Linked DNA regions of Mus musculus: region 2 is linked to region 1. Evidence: chromatin contacts called from public HiChIP or PLAC-seq data. All regions are on one chromosome and are shown on one strand. Each heading gives the region's core, a stretch centred on a gene start, on an enhancer-like site or on the middle of the called end of the contact. The rest is flanking DNA. Distances are from core to core; before and after follow the strand shown. Region 1 holds the start of Slc36a1 (solute carrier family 36 (proton/amino acid symporter), member 1). Region 2 has its middle 11 kb from the start of Fat2.

Region 1 (6,264 bases), core at 2,073-4,572:
CAGCAACTGTGAGGGCAAGCCAAAAAAGAAAAAAGAACAAAACAAAACATTAGAACCTCCTTCTTCCATGTCCTTTACACAGACTGCCACCAGAAGGTGTGGCCCACCTCAAAAAAATCTGGATTAAAAATGGGTCTTCCTGCTTCCATTGATTTAATTTAAAAAAAATCCCTCACAGGTGTACCTAGCTGCTTGGGTTTTGATTAATTTCAGATGTAGTCAAGTTGACAATCAGGAGTGGCCCTCACAGTCACCTGGGAGAAGGGATGCTCAATTGAGAAAACGCCCACTACATCAGACTGCCCTACAGATGCTGTCACCCGTGAGCAAGTGGCCCTGGTTGGTGTAAGAAAGCAGGCCAAGCAATCCATGGAAGCAAGTCAGTGTTTCCCTGTGGCCTCTGCTTCAGTTCCTGCCTTGAGTCCCTGCCCTGATTCCCTTCATGATGGGCTATAAGCTATAATAAAAGCTATGTAATAAACCCTTTCCTCCCCCAGTTGCTTTTGGCTGTGATATTTGTCACAGCAATATAAAGCTAACTAGGACAAGGACTTGGGAAAGTCCTTAACTTGAAAATGTTGAGTCAAGTGCTGAAACCCTGCAACGACTCACACAGACAGACTGCTGAGTTCACGAAGAAAAGCAACCCCTCAAGGATGTGTGGGGCACACACACGGCACACAAAAGCAGCTCGTTGAGTTTCGATTAAATGGTCAGGTTTCCGAGAGCAATGTGTTACGAGTAGCCCCAGATTCTGCATCTTGGGGTTTTCATGCTGTGAACCTTACATGCCGATCTGTGAAGCCAAAGGATGCTTTTTGCATCTGGCCAAAGGAGAAAGATGTTAGATCCCCAAGGCTTGGGTTCGGGTCAACAGATTAAATGTGGCTCTCCTCCACAGGAAAAAGAAATCACTTCAGGAACAGGGTTCTAGAAATGGTTTAGCAGCAGCTGCCTGGCCATTGGAAACAGAAACAAAGCCATTCACCAGCCCAGTGCAGGTCTAGCTTCCAGTCAGGGCAAAGAAGCAACCAGAAGCCGAGAGGTTTAAGAGCTGAAACCCTCAAGAGGTTGGTTGGCGTGGGGGCAAAAAGCAAGACAATGGGATGCTGGTGAGGTAACCGTCAGTAAAATCTTGCCTTGCAAACATAGGACCTGAGTTTAGTTCCCAGGACAAGACAACCATGTCCTCAGAATCCTGGCGCTGGTGAGGTGGAGAAAGGGAATCCACGGGACTCATAGCCAGCCCAACCAAATCAATCAGCAAGCTCAAGGGCAAAGGTAGATAGACAGTGCCTGTGACAGTGCTCTGACTTATGGAGGGGGATAGGAGGGCAGGGAGAGACGGAGAGAATGGGGGGGGGATGGAGAGGGGGAGACAGAGATAAAGAAGGAAAACACAACTGACTGTATTTAGGTCAGCTCTCTATCCAGCACAGCAATTTCACCTACAACGTTCCCCAAGGTAATCAATTAAATGCCCAATGACAACTCCCTGTGGTGACAAGGAGTTCCACGCTGTGTCCAAAGCAAAAGAGAACTGATTCCTTGAAAGTTTTTATGCTCAAAACCACTTCCCTTACCGCACTGATCTTAACTGTAGTCTCCTGAATAACCAAATACATAAATCCCTCTCTCCTTTATAGACTCCCGGCTAGACAAAGACAGCTAAACAGGCAGGAGGCTGAACAAACAGCCACCGGGTTTAAGGAGAAAACAGAGACATAAAAACAAAGAGGCTGCAGCAGCACAGACCCCACCAGAGCAGGCCCAGCCTCAGGTCAAAGCCAAGGGCTGAGAGTCGAGCCTCTTACTTGTAACCTCAACAACAGCTTTTAAGAAGCCCGGCCGTAGATGCAGTCTACTTCCAGAGTGTTTGGAACCCCTGGGTTCCATCCAAAAAAAAACCCTATGCACTAATGTACCTGTTAGTTACTATAAATTAGGATGCAAACTAGAGGCAAAAGAGATCTTGGTCATGAGAAAGACAACTAAAATTATGAATGTCTAGTTGAGCCATAAATGGGGGGGGGGCAGATTCAAGACAATTAGAAACAGGTAAAATTCTTTTAGAACAAGATCTACTCTTGTTGTAGGCTACTGCCTACAGATTACAAGGAGGGGGTAAATCTCTCCTAACAAAATCAAACAGGAAAAATATGAGTTTCATAACAAAAGGACCCTACCATCATTCATACACTGAAAATGTAAACCCGGGTGAGGGAGGATTCAAAGTCACCTAAGGCATCAAGCAAGAGGCAAAAGCTAAAACACGCTCTGCAGATTCCCCAAAGTCAATTCCTTCCAGGACACTATGTTGCTATCCTGACTCAACAAGCCCCCACCCCCTAATTCCATCCATATAAGCAGTCGCTACCTGAATCTGTCAAATTTCAGAAAACAAAACAAAAAGCAAGCGGTCTTCAAGTTAACATCTGTGCTTTTCATGCCCTAGAGCTCTCTTGGTCCCTCCAGTCTATCCCAGGTCCTATTTCATATTTCTAAGTGACTTCCACAAAACTGCAGAACGGTTAGAAACGAAGCCTGCTGAGTGATGAGGAAAGAGAGAGAGAGAGAGAGAGAGAGAGAGGAAAAAAGAAGGAAAGGAAAGGAAAGGAAAGGAAAGGAAAGGAAAGGAAAGGAAAGGAAAGGAAAGGAAAGGAAAGGAAAAAGCCATCAGTGAACAGAACCACACCCAGAACTCAAGCCTGGCGTGGAGAGCCCAGACACAGCGGAGCTAAACAAGGACGCGCGACCCACAGCGGAAGGGACAAGTGCCTTTTCACAGGGCGAGTTTCCCCGCAGATGGCAACGTGGCAGAAAACAAACAGTTGCAGAAGCTGACACCCTGCTGCAGGGATACCTCGGAAGCCCACACACAGCCCTGGACCTCAGTTTCCCCTACTCTCGGAGGAAAGGAGTTGCGGTCTGGTACCCTGTGACCCAAGGCAAGGGCATAGCTCGAACAGCCACATCTGCAAACGAAGGGTTGGTCCGAGCTAGCCGTCAGTGACTGCCGATGTCACCTGGGAACTATGACTGAACACCTGTCAAAGGTGCATGGGAGACCCCACCCCACGGGTGACCTGTCCCTGAGCAGCAGCATCCGTTTGGCGGGAGGTGCTACAGCAGGAGGTGACTCCCGACTGCAGCGCAGGGCACGCACTACTCACCGGTCGGCCCTGCCCGGCCCGGGCTCCCGCTCCGGCTCCGGCTCCGGCTCTGGCTCCCGCTCCTGCTCAGCCCACCTCGCGTAGCCTCAGCGCCGACCCCTAGCCATGGTTTTCTAGCCTCCTGGACAGCCGCTTCCGGGCCCTGTCACGTGATGCTGGCTCCCTAGCCCAGGTCACGTGCCGCTCCATTCCGTGCTCCTCCTCCCGGACCCTTGTTCTGCAGCGCCACCTGGCGGCCGTCAGCCGCTGCTTCAGAAAGGGCAGTGCTTCTGAGACCACCACAGAGCTAAGGCAGACGACCTAGATTTTGAGGCAGTCTCCAGGGAAGTCGGCATGCAAAATATCCGTAATTTTTAGCCTTGCTAAAATTTATTTGTTCAGCATATATTAACGTGCATTTACTGGTTTATAATCACAAGTTTGCACCTTTTAAAAAATAAATCGTGCAGCTAAGCCTGATGGTACAAGACTGCAATACCAGAGCAGAGAAGAAAAATAGTTCAAGGCCTGTTTGGGTTATAGAGTGAGTTCAAGGATACCCTGGGTGATTTAAAGATACCTTGCTTCAAAAAAATTTAAAAGGGGCTACTGGGAAAATGGTTTACTGGATACAATAAGAACCTGAGTTAAGATTCCCAGTACATATAAAGAGCCAGGCAAGACAATGTGTGCCAGTAACACCAGAGCTTGGGGCCAGAGCAGAAGGATCCCTTGGTCTCTTCAGCAGACTAACTGATCTAGCCAAAACAGTGGGCTCAGGTTCAGTGAGAGAACCTGTGGGGAAAAAAAGTTGAGGGAACAACTCAAGCAGACAATGTCACCATCTGACTCCCCGATGCCCCACTCCACACACACACACACATACTCCATATGCTACACACATACACATACACACACACACACACTCCATACACCACACACATAAATATACTCCATACACCACAAACACACACATACATATACTCCATACACCACATACACACAGACATATACTCCATACACCATATACATACATATACTCCATACACCACACACGTACATATACTCCATGTACACACATATATTTCGTACACCACACACATACGTACATGCACATATGTTCCATACACCACACACACACATACACACACACAAACAACATATACTCCATACATCACAGACACATATACACATATACTCATACAAACATATACCACACATACATACATATACTCCATATACCACACACACAGAGATGCAAAGACAACTTCACACATACACATACTTCATACACCACACACACATACACACTCCATATACCACACACACATACATATACTCCATACACACACATATACTTCATACACCTCACACATACATACATACATACATACATACATACACATATGCATATGTTCCATACACCTCACACATACATACATGTACTCCATACACACAGAGATATAAACAGTACATACCACACATGCATATACTCCATATACCACACACACAGAGATGCAAAGACAACTTCACACATACACATACTTCATACACGACACACACATACACACATACACATATTACATATACTACATACATACATACATACATACATACATACATACATACACAAGCATATAAACCATACACCACACATACACAGATGCATACACATACATATACACACATGAACAAGAAATGATACAACTTCTAGAGTCCCACTCTACACTTGCTGGGTCAAGATCCCCATCCATGAGTGGCATCCGGCAAGACCTAGGGAGATTTGGATTCTCCTGCTGAGAGCCCTACTACAGAGGACTGCCTTGGTGTACTGAGTATTAGCCCAGCAAGGCTTGCAGTGTGGCAGAGTAACCTCCTTCCCACCCACATCCCAGGTCTGTCTCCATCACTTCCTGCTGCGCAGCCTTCTGAGTTCCCTTTGGGTTACCCATTTTGAAAGTTCAGTTGGAAGCCCTACTCTATTCTCCCCCTTCCCTTGTTGTTTGCAAATCACATAAGATCTGGCACCTAAAGGGGTCATGCTAGAGAGAAATTTTGGATAACTCCTTCTGCATCTAACAGAAGGAGGTCAGTTCTGCTTTCCCCTAAGCTCCACCCATATCCCACCTCAAACGTGATGGGTCCTAAGATGCCAGATACTCAGCCACTGCTCTCCTTTGCGGATACATTGTTCTCGGTTCCATCTTCAATACACTCAGCTGCCATGTCCTCTGCTGAAGGTCTTACGTCTTACAACGAGCCTGAGCCCGTGCAAAGTTTCCTTGTACACTATCTGATTCAGACATGGTCGATCTCCAAGACACGAGTGGTGGCCCCTCTAGCACCCCCTTTCCCAGAGCAAGCTTCCGGGCCCTGGATGCAGTGAACGCCGTGCTGCTGTTGCACGACAGTAACCATTGTGGCTGGGACATAGAAAGCCATGTGCCTTTTTGTCAGTATCCCAAGAACGATGTCACTCTTCACAATCATAGACCTTTGCTAGAGCGAAGCGTTCAGCACTGTTAGAGTTTAAAGTATTTTGGAAGTCACAGCGACATGATTCCAGAACGCATTAAGTGGAGTGAATGGAGTTGACATTGTTAATCTTAGAGCAACAGCTAAGAAAGGTAAAATTGTTATGAAGAAGCTCTGCAGGCACCGTGAGGACACCGTGAGCTGGGGACATAGGAGGGACTGTGCTGCAAAGAAGGGGAACAATACTGAGGAAACGAAAAATGGTCTTGGAATCAAGGATGATGCTTGAGGGAGCAAACGTCAGGGAAGGGATGATGCCAGTTCAGCACCACCGGGAGGTGTCTGTCCCCATTTACAGGCTCAACCATCCTGCCAGCCTACCTTGTTTTTGTTTTTGTTTTGTTTTTGTTTTTTGTTTGTTTGTTTTGAGAGAGAGGGGGTCCCTTAGTGGCCTGGAACTTGCCAAGTAAAGTAGACTGGGTGTCTCGTGAGCCCCAAAGATCTGCCTGTCTCAGCCTCCCAGCGCTGAGATTACAAGCCTGTGCTACTACATCCAGCTTTTTTACATAGGTTCTAGGAATCAAACTTGAGTCTTCATGCTTGCACAATAAGCACTTTCCCAACCGAGCCATCTCCC
Region 2 (6,264 bases), core at 1,346-3,845, 120 kb before region 1:
CACATGCGCAAGTGCACCCGCACACATATATGTGTGTCTCTGGGACTGCTCCCACAAAGAGCTCCTGGGCACACTGGTGACCAGTGATGTGTGGAGAATTCCCGAATTCCACAAATTTCTGAGCATGTACTGTGATAGGACTGACTTCAACTTGTCAGCTACTTCAGCATCTTGCCTGGCATCTTGCCAAATGCTTTTCACACTAAGTCCTTCAGGCCCCCCAGTCCCAGGGGTGGGGTGGGATAAATAGGAGCACTGAGGCTTGGGCTGGCAAAGCTTGGGAATCACAGATGCTGAAGAAGGCAAAAATACTTTCCAGTATCTTTAACATAGTCTTCACAGCAGTTTACAAGAGTAAAAGACAGGATTCAGACAGCGATTACTAAATCACTCATATGCACGATGTACATTTGGGTCATTAGCCCCAAGCTGCAGAAGTTACCAGAGGATTCAGTTTGTTTCTTGTATGAGTGTGTGTTGAGATTTTATGTGTGTGTGCACTCTGAGTTCACATGTGTTTGAGTACATATGTATGTCTCTGTGTGTGCACACAGAGGCCAGAAGTAGATGCTGTTTCTCTCGGCCTTATATATTGAGGCAGAGTCTCTCACTTGAACCCAGAGCTTGCTAATCCAGGGAGGTTAATAGTAAGCTTGCTTCAAGGATCCCATATTAACCTCTCAAGCACCCAACTACAGGCGGGTGGTCACGCCCACCTGACATTTATGTGAGTTTAGGGATCGAAACTCAGGGCCTCACACTTACAAGGCAAGCATTTAGCAGGCTGAACCATCTCCCCTGTCCTCATCCTGAACACACACACACACACACACACACACACACACACACACACACACACACACACACAAACACACACACAGTGTTTTCTACTTTAAAATATAATTCTGTGGCTGTGGGGTCAAACACAGGGCTTTCGGCACACCAGGCAAGCACTTGGGCACTGAGATGTGCCTTTAGTCCTTTTTTTTTTTAAATCAATAAAACTAAATGAAGTTATTTAACACACAACATGTTTTTGCAGTAAGGACATGTAAAATCTACTCCTAGTAATTTTCAGGTACATGATTTGTGTGTGAGTTGGGGAGGGAACACTGGGGAGTGAGCCTAAACCCTCGTGCGTACTCAGCAAACGCATCACCACTGAGATACATACACTTCGGCTCACTTTTTACTTTTTATTTTGAGGCAGTCTGACTACATTGCCCAGGCTGCCCTTGAACTCTCTCTGTACTCCAGGCAGGCCTGGAACTTGTGATCTTCCTGCCTCTGCCTCCTTAATAGCTGGGACTACAGATGTGCATCACAGAGACCAGCTATTGTTCCTCATTAAGAGTCACCTATTGCACCGTGGATCTCCTGAACTCCTAACTGAAATTCGGTGTCTTTTGACCAGCACTTCCTGCCTCCCACCGTTAACCGGTATTCCACTCTTGGAGTTTGTTAGTTCAACCTTAGAGTTTCCCTGAGAGTGAAAGGGAACAGCACAGGCTTTCCGCGTGCGTCTGCTCTGCTTCACTCGTGATGCCCTACAGCTTCATCTGCCTTGTTAGGAATGATGGGGTTTCCTTCTCTCTTCAAAATCTTGCTTTTGAATTTGATCTTCTTTTGAGAATTTCATAAATATATTTATGTCATTTATAAAGTAATGTATTTATATCATTTCTACCCTCCCTCTCCCTCTCTGACTGCTTCTGTGTTCCCCCTATTTTCTCTCTCAGATTCATAACCTCCTTTCTAATTACACACACACACACACACACACACACACACACCCTATTGAATCCATCTCATATTGCTTATACATACACACCTTTAAGACTGACCCTGGGGATCGGATAACTAGTCAAAAAGGATGAACTGGAGAAAACGAATTCTCCCTCCCTCATTAGCCATTGCTTGCCTGTAGCTCTTCATCTAGAATTGGGGCCTTGTGAAATTTCCTCGCATCTATGTTGGCGTGTCAACTGCTGTCACATCTTCTGTGAGACAGTATTCTGGACATCACAGGAAGGCTGCAACCATGCAATCTCAACAATACATTTGCATAAAATTTTCTTTTTATCTTATCTATTTATTTTTTTAATGTTAGCTCCGTTTTTATTTATTTATTTTGTGTATCTATGCATGCCCTAGGAAGCATGTGGCAGTCAGTTCTCTCTTTCCACCACATGGATCCGGGGTAAGAACATAGACCATTAGGCTTGGAGATAAACACATTTCCTGCTGAGCCATCTTACCAGCTCCCCCACACCCCCTTTAAAGTCCAAGTAGTATTCCATACAGACTACATTGTCTTTATCCATTCATCAGATGATGGACACGTGGGTTGTTTCCATTGGGTAGCACGAATGTGCTGCGGCGTGGGTGGGCAGACTGATTCCATTTCCTTTGGATGCTCGCCCAGAGGTGGGATTGCTGGACCATATGGTAGTTCTATTTGTAGTTCTTTGAGGAACCTCCCTGCTGTTTTCCATCACGGCTGTTTACATCACCAACAGCACGCACTGGGCTTCTCCCTCCACACCCTCACCAGCACTTGTTGTCTTTAGTCTTTTTGATGACAGCCATTCTAACAGACAGAGAAAGACTGGCCTAGTGATTAACTTACCCAAGGCCACCCAGGTCGGAATCTGAGGTCTATGTGTCTGAGAGACTCAACAGTTTTGCAAGGGATTCTGCTGAATCAAAGAGGCAGAGGCCTGTTCAGCAGGTCTGCTGGTCTCTGCATTGTACTCTGTTCTTTCATGTTCTTGCCTGCCTATCTTTCTTCCATCCATCCTTCTTTCCCTGTCTTCCTTCCTTCCTTCCTTCCTTCCTTCCTTCCTTCCTTCTTCCTCCCTCCCTCCCTCCCTCCCTTCCTTTCTTCCTTTCTTTTGTCCATCCTTCCTTCCTGCCTTCCATCCATCCTTCTTTCCCTGTCTGCCTGACTTTCTTCCTGCCTTTCTTCTTTCCTGCCTGCCTGCCTGCCTGCCTGCCTGCCTCCCTCCCTCCCTACTCCCTCCCTCCCTTCCTCCCTTCCTTCTTTTCTTATGCTCCTCTCTCTGTTTTGTTTTGAGACAGACGGGGTCTGATGTAGCTCAGGCTTGCTTTGAGCTTACTTCTATGTAGCCCAAATGAGCTTAAACTCTTGACCCTCCAGCTTTCTTCCAAGTGCTGGGGTGCCACTGTGCTGTGCAATGGATCCCCTAACTGAATTTTGTGTATACCATCACTCCTGGCCTCTGTGATCTTTCTAACAAAGCTCTCAATGAATGCTGCTAATCCCAACACTGAGAAGTCAGAGGCAGGCAGATCTCTGGGAGTTCAAGGCCAGCTATGGTTACATAGGGAGACCTCCTTCAGGAAAAAAGTTCTCCCACTCCTACAGAGCTGGTCTATCTCATAGTTCCCATGAAATTATGAGATAGACCTCAAGGCATCCTGGGCCCTCCAGTCATTACGTGACCAGATGCTCCACAGTTGAAGATGCAAATGAATCTTTGAGTCTAAATTCTGACCCCAGGGGAGGGGCTCTGTCCATCGACAGTTGGCTAGTACATACCAGACAGGGCTGGCTCTTTCTGGTCTGACCTCAAAAATCACTTGTCAGTGAAGCTCCCCAAGAACCTGGAGGGGCCGGGTGGTCAGAGGGACCTGGAGCGGTGGCATGTTTGTTAGCCATAGGTGGGTGTGGGTGGGCCTCCAGAGCCCTTCCCCTGTCTCTGCAGAGCATCTTGGAGAGGTTTCTTCCTGGCTCAGGCAGTTTTAGCTCACACACATCACTCAAGAGGCGGTGGTCTCCGTTCGTCTCCTGGGTGTCCAGCTACTACAAGGAAAGTGGGTGGTCCTCCCAGGCTTGGCTTTCTCCCACCCAAGTCCTACCCAGATCTGACCCTGCTTAACTTTCACTATCACATGAAATTGGGCTTATTTATAGTGGCTGCAGCTGGGCTCTGCCCTTTGCTTAGGTTGGAGAGAGACATGGGAAAATAATTTGCTTCTTGTCCACATGTAAACTGGCACTGAGGAGGGGCATCAGTAAGCACCCACTAGAAGCATTTACCACTCAGCATCAGTCAGCTGGTGCCACACAAGAGCCCTAGGTCATGTCTTCCAGTCTTGGAAAGAGGAGCTGAAATCCAGGTTTGGGGGAAAGTTTCCTAGAGTTGTTATGTGAATAACTCACCATAAAAATCCCCAAGCAGTGGATTAAACACACACACACACACACACACACACACACACACACACACACCCCAAATAGCAGGATGATCTGTTACAGGCCACAAACGTAACTGGATCCCACCAGTTTGGCTTCATGGAGCACCCTTGAAGGTTGTTTATTTAATTTAATTAATTAATTTTGTTTTTTTGAGACAGGGTTTCTCTGTGTAGCCCTGGTTATCCTGGAACTCCCTCAGTGGACCAGGCTGGCCTCAAACTCACAGAGATCCTGTTTCTGCCTCCCAAGTGTTAGAACTAAAGGCATACCCTACCACCACCCAAGTGAAATTGTTTATTTTAACCAGTGTGTGTGTGTGTGTGTGTGTATGTGTGTGTGTGTGTGTGTGTGTGTGTATGTGTGTGTGTGTGTGTGTGTGTGTGTGTCGTCTATGTGTGTCTGTGTGTGTGAATGTATTACATGTGTGCGCACATGTTCACATGGAAGCCAGAGGTGAACTCAGATGTCATTTCTGAGGACATAATCTACATAATTATAAACATGGTCTCTTATTGGCCAGAAGCTCACTATTTAGACCAGGCTGACTGGTTAGAGAGTCTCAGATCCCCCTGCCTCTGGAATTCAAGGTGTGCTCCACCACAGCCAGATTTTTAATGCGAGTTCTCGAGATTGAATTCAAGTCCTCATGATTAGATAGCAAGCACTTTACTGCCTGAGCCATCTCCTCAGGCTCTGCACAGAGCTAAGACACTGGTCCACCACCATGGACACTCTTCTCTATGTAACTGTCCCTCAGATCCTACAGTGCCATCTTCCTCTCTGCAAGTCTCTTTGGACTCAGGGCTTTTGGCCACCTCTCTGCTCACACAGACATCCTCACTCCTTCTTCCCTCCATTGCCCCACCCACCCCTTTGCTCCTGCCTCAGGGCTTTTCATTGCCTGTATCTTTGGCCAGAAACTCTCTTCCTTAAGATAACTACATGGCTATCTTCCTCACTCTGACAGCATCCTGCTCTTAGATCACCTGTCCTTCCAAAGTCCCTTCCTAGGACAACCCTTCTTCCCCATCCTACATGGTTTTCCTGTATCTCAGCTTCATGGAAGGACACAGTGCATATAATCTCTCTGCGCCTTTCCCACAAGAATGCATTTCCCTCCACAAGAATGTAGTCCCCCACGAGCAAAAAGAAGTTCAGCTTCTCTTATCCTTTGTTCTAGAACTCCAGGTAGAAGGTTCCACTTCATGAGCTCTAAATGAACCAGTCATTGAATCTGGCAGAGGAGACCCTGCACAGAAACCACAATCAAGCCCCCCCCCCCCCCCATATATCATCTTTCTTCTTCCAAACACAGATGCCTGGAAGGGCTTAGCATCCTTCATATGCCCCGCCCACATAATTGCATTCCAACCCTTGAGGACCCCAGGTATAAAGCCTTTGGGGGACCCTTCCTCTGAGAAACATTTAAAACAACCATACAGTTACAAACGAACAGTTATATTTTAGCACAGCATTGGAACGAGGATGGGCATTTTATCGTCTATGCTAGCACTGTCTTTGGGGCTGGGAACGGGACCCAGATGGCAGAGTGCTTGCCTAGGATCTAGGAAGCCTTGGTTCAACCTGCATCATCATTTAACCAGGGGTGGGGGTGTGTCTCTGTACTCCTGGCAGTCAGGAGACGGAGGCAGGAGGATAAGAAGTTGAAAGCTATTCTCAGCTATATAGTGAATTTAAAACCAGCCTGGAATACATGAGACTCTGTCTCAAAATAAATAAACAACCCCCTCCCCCCCAAACAAAACAAAAACCCATTGTCTTCAATCTAAATTTTGAGCGGCCCCACCCCAACCCCACTCTTTCCTGTACCACACTCTATAGCCAGGTTGGTTTATGTAGTTCTAGGGGTGGAACTCAGGGCTTCTTACAAGCTAGGCAAGCATGCTACCCACTCTGTCAGCTTCCTTTTGGGTGATTCTTCATCCTTCTGGTCTCAGGGATGGGTGGAGCTGATGCTTGCAGATCTCCTCAGAAAGCCTCTGGGCCTGCCGTAATCTCCATATATTGCGGGCCCTAAAGGA

What was found. HiChIP or PLAC-seq counts read pairs in DNA pulled down with a chosen protein or histone mark.
Region 2: a contact with region 1 is called in an H3K27ac HiChIP or PLAC-seq map of embryonic stem cells, with 8 read pairs. The contact joins the enhancer-like site here to the promoter of Slc36a1 in region 1. A contact is called at or near these places in 11 of 39 promoter capture datasets (the 3T3-L1 cell line, the C10 cell line, cranial neural crest and 6 more), 3 of 484 Hi-C or Micro-C datasets (all in embryonic stem cells), 5 of 115 datasets of contacts at active chromatin or transcription factors (embryonic stem cells and pancreatic cancer cells) and 2 of 9 other capture datasets (adipose tissue and pancreatic islet).

What each region holds. Positions count from the first base shown.
Region 1 is chr11:55,201,398-55,207,661 of GRCm38.p6, reverse strand. It overlaps Slc36a1 (solute carrier family 36 (proton/amino acid symporter), member 1), which reads right to left and starts at 3,322. Exons shown (of 11, transcript NM_153139.4): 1 at 3,174-3,322.
Region 2 is chr11:55,320,277-55,326,540 of GRCm38.p6, reverse strand. It overlaps a transcript of Fat2 not described here. Among named protein-coding and RNA genes, the nearest start is that of Fat2, 11 kb to the right of the region's middle. Within about 2 kb of position 2,595, at least 9 of the 459 cell types and tissues checked have an H3K27ac peak or open chromatin away from gene starts, as enhancers often do. A contact at or near this core is called in embryonic stem cells, where this site is marked.